2 separate regions of the Mus musculus genome follow, and region 2 is linked to region 1. The links are chromatin contacts, called in public promoter capture Hi-C maps. All regions are on one chromosome and are shown on one strand. Each heading gives the region's core, a stretch centred on a gene start, on an enhancer-like site or on the middle of the called end of the contact. The rest is flanking DNA. Distances are from core to core; before and after follow the strand shown. Region 1 holds the start of Rasl10a (RAS-like, family 10, member A). Region 2 holds the start of Pgam2 (phosphoglycerate mutase 2).

Region 1 (2,852 bases), core at 141-2,640:
CGAAACTGTCGGGGCTGCAGATGTCGTAGACCAGCACAAAGGCGTCTGTGTCCTGCAAGCTCCAGTCTTTAGGGTCCGGCCACTCCTAGAGGGTAGAGGCTGGGGTTTACTCCAATTCAACCTCACTCCCCGTCACCTCCCAGCAATACTCCGGATGGGACGCGCCCTCCCACAGGCCAGACTTCCCAGCCGTGCTTGGATCTTGTCAGTCCTTAGCCCTCCTACTTCCTGGGCCACCCGTCAACCTACTATGCTCCTACTGCCTCAGAGCCTGGGATCTGCCGTCCACCGGCTGACAGATGGTAACTGACTGTCCTGGTGCAGCTGTACAGGTGAAGCCTCTGGCTTGTCTCTTGCTGCTCTTTCCCCCTTGCAATATTCTTACAGCTTCTTTCACCAAAACTTCATTTAGCCTCCCAGGTGCTGCTCAAATGCCAGCTTTGAAATGAATGCAGCGCCAAAGACTGGGAGTCTGAGGGTGCGGTGGCCCCCTCTAGAAAGGGTACTCCTGTGTCTGGTCCAGTCTGTCACAGCGGCGCGGCTCAGCTCAAGCTGTGCCACACACTGACCCAGACACCAGCCTAGGCAGGCAAAGAAGACAAGAAACAGCCACAGAGCCGGGCGTGGTGGCGCACGCCTTTAATCCCAGCACTTGAGAGGCAGAGGCAGGTGGATTTCTGAGTTCAAGGCCAGCCTGGTCTACAGAGAGAATTCCAGGACAGCCAGCACTGCACAGAGAAACCCTGTCTCGAAAAAAACAAAAACAAAAACAAAAGAGAGAGAGAGAGAGAGAGAGAGAGAGAGAGAGAGAGAGAGAGAGAGAGAGAGAGAGAGAGAGGAAACAGCCACAGGGCACCTACAGGTTAGCGCAGGAAGCTCGTATGCAAACTACCTAGACACACACACTTCAATCCCAGAACGGGCTCGGGCGCCCTGGATCAGTACACATGGGCACCAAGTGTACACACACCCCTGGCCCCCTCGAACCGCTACCTCAAGACTTCTGGGGCTTGAGCCGGGTCCAGCGACGTCACCATCGCGGATACTCAGGTCGTAGACCGCGCCGTCGAGCAGCACCGCGGGTCGGTAGAGGCAGGGACTGTCCGTGGGTCGGTGGCGCTCAGGATAGTCACCAAACAAGAATTGGCGGATGATGGCGGTCTTACCCACTCCCGGAGCACCCAGAACAGCCACCCGCAGGCTGCCGCCCATGGCTGGCCCGCGCTCCCGCGCCTGGCACCGGGGAGCTTCATGAGCCCGTTCTGCGCCTTGCTTGCCCGGCCCGGGATACCCGCATCGCGTCGCCTACAGCACCTCAGCCACAAGAGGCCAGGCCTGAGGATCGAGCGGGCGGACGCACCCGCAGCTCCGCAGGAAGAGTGCACCCGGTGCGGTGCAGACCCGCCCCCACCTTCAGCTCCGTCCCCTTCTCGCTCCGGCGCCGGGAGCCGCCGCCCCAGTCGGCCGCGCGGGCGAGCAAGCGAGCGGGGCCTCCCGGAGGCGGCGATGAGGTAACTGTCCGCCCCGCCCCTCCCGGGGAGGGTCGCGGCCCAGTGACTGCCAGGCGGGTCGCCTTGTTAAAGCCTGGTTCCCCAGGTGGCAGTCAGCTTCCCTCAACCGTTTCAAAACCGAAGCCGCTGGGCGCCACCTCCCTGTTCCTCCAACACCGCTGGCTGCAACCTGGCTGTTGACCAAGCCCAGGCTCTTAGAATCAGGCCACTTGGGGTCAGACCCAGTCCTGGTTGAATGACCTTGGGCCAATCGTCGCATTGGACTTTTTGTCTGCATCCCGGTTGTCCACCAAAGGCCGATGGCTTCAAAGCTTCCTCCTGTTTTGTGAGACCCTGGGCACCAACTCCTTTTCTGGGCTCTCCCCTGCATCATCTTCGAACCGCAGCCTCAACCTGGGTACTCGTGGTTTAAGGAGGAGGGAACTGAGACCCTGGAGAGGTATCTCAAAGTGAGAAGGACACTGGGACTCCGTCCCGGGCCTGCGGGCCACTTTTCATTACACCTACAAGGACAAACGACTAGAAGAACACTGTTTCAAAGGACCAGCCCAGAGGGGGTGGGGAGTGGAGACAGAAGGGTTTGAGCCCAGCACAGAAGTCTGCTCAGCAACTCAGCCCCCAGTCACTGCCCCAACAGGTTGGAGGCGAAGAAACAGATCCACGGGTCTGTCCCAGAGTCTGTCCCAGGGGTGCACCATGCCCTCTTCCCTGGACAAGTTCGGAAGCTCCTCTGAGGGTTCGGAAAGTCTGGGTTTGCCCAACCTCCGTCCGGCCCTCCAGTCTCCACACACTGGAGGAGTTCCCAGGCCTCTGCCCTCCACCCAGGTACTGTGAAATGCAGGCACCCGGCATTGAACAAGACTCACTCATTCAACGAATGCTTCAAGTCTAACAGGTGGCCAGAATGCTGAAATGGAGCCAAAAGGAAAAAGAACTGTCTCCTCTCCCTTAGGAGAGAAGGCTCTAGAAATACTTAGATCCAGGCCTCTAAAGGCATTGATAATATGTCTACCTGGCCAGGAATTAAGTGGAAGGAAGGGCAGGAGAAACTAGCCCGTCAAGGGGGAAGGAGGCACACCCTCCCGCGGGGAACAGGTGACAGCAGCTGGAAGGTATTCCTTAACACTAATGTCTAGTCCTCTTCCCCAGGTAGACTTAGGGCCTGGTCTGATTTCACCACCCCCACCCCCACCTCTCTTCCCCCTTTCAGCCACTAGGGATATTCTAGGTCTTTAAATTCAGAGTAGCGACAGCTGGCTTTCCCCCCTCCCCCCTCTTGCTGAGATTCCCCTAGAATGACTTCTGTTCCATTTACAGGTTTCCAGGCTTCTGGGGTTTGTG
Region 2 (2,852 bases), core at 160-2,659, 750 kb before region 1:
TGCTTGGATTAAAGGTGTGTGCCACCCCTGCCTGCCTTGGCCCTGTATTTTTAACCAGAGTTTATTAGCCACACCAGCCAGGTGTTGTAATGCAGATCCTTATAGACCTCTGTACCAGGTCAGCCTGGTCTACATAGCAAGTACCAGGCCAGCTAAAGCTGCATAGTGAGAGCCTGTCTTTAAAACAACACAGGGGGCTGGGCAGTGGTGGGGCACGCTTTTAATCCCAGCACTCGGGAGGCAGAGGCAGGCAGATTTCTGAGTTCGAGGCCAGCCTGGTCTACAAAGTGAGTTCCAGGACAGCCAGTGCTATACAGAGAAACCCTGTTTTGACCCCTCCCCCCCGCCAAAAAAAAAAAAAAAAAAAAAAAACAACATCAGAGGGGTGACAGTGGTGCATGTCTTTAATCCCAGCACTTGGGCAGGGGGTAGGATTAAAGGTGTGCACAACCAGGTTCTAAAATGTCTTTAAGTTTATTTTTAATTGTGGGTAGGAAATGTGCACATTAGTGCAGGTATACACTGAGACCAGACCTGTTGGATGCCCCTGGAGCTATAGTTGCAGGTAGTGGTGAGCTGCCCAATGTGGGTACTGGAGATTGTATCTGGGTCCTTTGGAAGTGCTCTTGAGGAGCCATCTCTCCAGTCCCTTAGGGTGTTCTGTTTTTTACTGGTACCTCAACCCAGTGTACCCTTCCTGTAGGGCTCCCAGCTCTGCCCTCAGTGTTCTTCTAGCTCACCTGAGTATCATCTGGGGAGCTGTCTCATCCTGTGCACCTCTCAAAGCAACTGCTCCTCATCCTCCATACTTAGTGGGGTGGGGGTATCTGCCTGGTAAAACGTGTGTGCTCACTCCGTCTCACCAACACAGCAACACAGACAATGCATGTACGCTGGGACAGGCACCTGGGCAGAGAACAATCACTGTTGCAGACACGCCTACTTATTTACTTACACACTGACCTCTTTGTATGGATATCTTATACATACCCTTGACCTTGACACTAGGCTAGACTTCTTCCTGAGATGCGCTTGTTCTTAATTGTATTAAGAGACTGAAGAGAGATTGCAGCTTGAGTCACACAATTCAACTCTGTCTTTAAACATATGTATATATCAGAAAAGGGCCTGGAATAGTTGTTTCTACCCGATCAGGAGAGGGCCAATTGTGATTGAAAGCTGCTGATGTCAAGAGTGTCTCCACATGGAGAACACCCCCAGGTTGACTCCTGCCCTTCACCCTGGTCCAGTTCTGCAGCCCCATGCGGCTTGTTACCAGGTGCCAGCTGGTTATGGGGCTTGTCATCTGAGCTGATGATTTTGTGAGACTATTTTTAAGTTCAGCTCCTTGGACTACACCCCACCCCCAGTTCTGCTACTGGTTGCCTGCCTCTGCCTGTATCTCCTGGAATGCTGATTGGCAGTTAGGGCTGGGGTGGGGGCTGGGAAAACTGTTATAAAGCCTAAAGGGCCAAGCAAGCAGCTGCCACCTAGAGTTCCTGTGTCCCCCGCCACCATGACCACCCACCGCCTAGTAATGGTTCGCCACGGTGAGAGCTTATGGAACCAAGAGAACCGTTTCTGTGGCTGGTTTGATGCAGAGCTGAGTGAGAAGGGAGCAGAGGAGGCCAAGCGGGGGGCCACCGCTATCAAAGATGCCAAGATAGAGTTTGACATCTGCTACACGTCGGTGCTGAAGCGGGCAATCCGCACCCTTTGGACCATCCTGGATGTTACGGACCAAATGTGGGTGCCCGTGGTGCGTACCTGGCGCCTCAATGAGCGGCACTATGGTGGCCTCACAGGCCTCAATAAGGCTGAGACGGCTGCAAAGCACGGGGAGGAGCAGGTGAAGATCTGGAGGCGTTCCTTTGACACCCCACCACCACCCATGGATGAGAAACACAACTACTACACCTCCATCAGCAAGGTGGGCCAGATGCCGGGAAGCTGGAAGGTTGGGAGCCCAGGGGGGAGGGCTACCCAGTAAACAAAAGCGAAATGTTCCTGTGCCCTTGTCCCCAGGACCGCCGCTATGCAGGCTTGAAGCCTGAGGAGCTGCCTACCTGTGAAAGTCTCAAGGACACCATTGCCCGGGCTTTGCCCTTCTGGAATGAGGAGATCGCACCTAAGATTAAGGCTGGCCAGAGAGTGCTTATTGCAGCCCATGGGAACAGCCTTCGGGGCATTGTGAAACATCTGGAAGGTGAGGCCTACTCTCAGGAAAGATGTGAGACAGAAACCACTGCGGTTCATTGGTTTCAGCTATTTTACAGATGTCAGGGTTTCAGAAGTTGATGGAGGCAGGAGTTTTGTAATACTTTGTGTTGTCCCATTTCCAGTTATGTAGTCAGCACAGACAGCATAGCTGAGGCACCCCACAGGAGCTGATCATAGGTAGAGCAGGCTTCTGGCACCCACTGGGGAAAGAGGTCAGAGCTCTGGCCATCAACGCCAAGTATTGGCTTCCTGCTGAATCAAGCCACTTGAGCTGTTATAAAACTCTTGCTCTCTCTCCTGGTGCTGCCTGCATTTCCTCTTTTTCTCTCAAGTCTATGTACAAAGTGCCTTGACTCTGAGGCCCCTTTGCCTCAGGTACAATACATAGTCCATCCACCCACACAGACCTGAACCATGTGTTCCCCCACCTCTCAGTCTTCTATAGGCTAAAAAAAGGCAGCAGAGTGCAGAAATATGGAGCTACTTAAAATCTTAGGCCTGTGGTGGTGCTCCTAACTGAAGAGCAAGGGCTAGTAGACAGGCCTGGAAGGGGGGCATAGCAGTGTAGGGAGGTTACCAATTATGGTCCCAACTGGGTCGTAGACACCGGACGTCTATATTAGATTCTGGGT

Evidence for each region. Promoter capture Hi-C pulls out the DNA fragments that hold promoters and counts their contacts.
Region 2: a contact with region 1 is called in a promoter capture Hi-C map of liver, with 5 times the contacts expected there. The contact joins the promoter of Pgam2 here to the promoter of Rasl10a in region 1. A contact is called at or near these places in 5 of 39 promoter capture datasets (hippocampal neurons, liver, neural stem cells and 1 more), 2 of 115 datasets of contacts at active chromatin or transcription factors (cardiomyocytes and pancreatic cancer cells) and 1 of 9 other capture datasets (macrophages).

What each region holds. Positions count from the first base shown.
Region 1 is chr11:5,056,666-5,059,517 of GRCm38.p6, reverse strand. It overlaps Rasl10a (RAS-like, family 10, member A), which reads right to left and starts at 1,390. Exons shown (of 3, transcript NM_145216.4): 1 at 994-1,390; 2 at 1-85. The coding sequence starts at 1,212. It also overlaps a transcript of Gas2l1 not described here.
Region 2 is chr11:5,802,353-5,805,204 of GRCm38.p6, reverse strand. Pgam2 (phosphoglycerate mutase 2) reads left to right here and starts at 1,409. Exons shown (of 3, transcript NM_018870.3): 1 at 1,409-1,930; 2 at 2,026-2,206. The coding sequence starts at 1,517.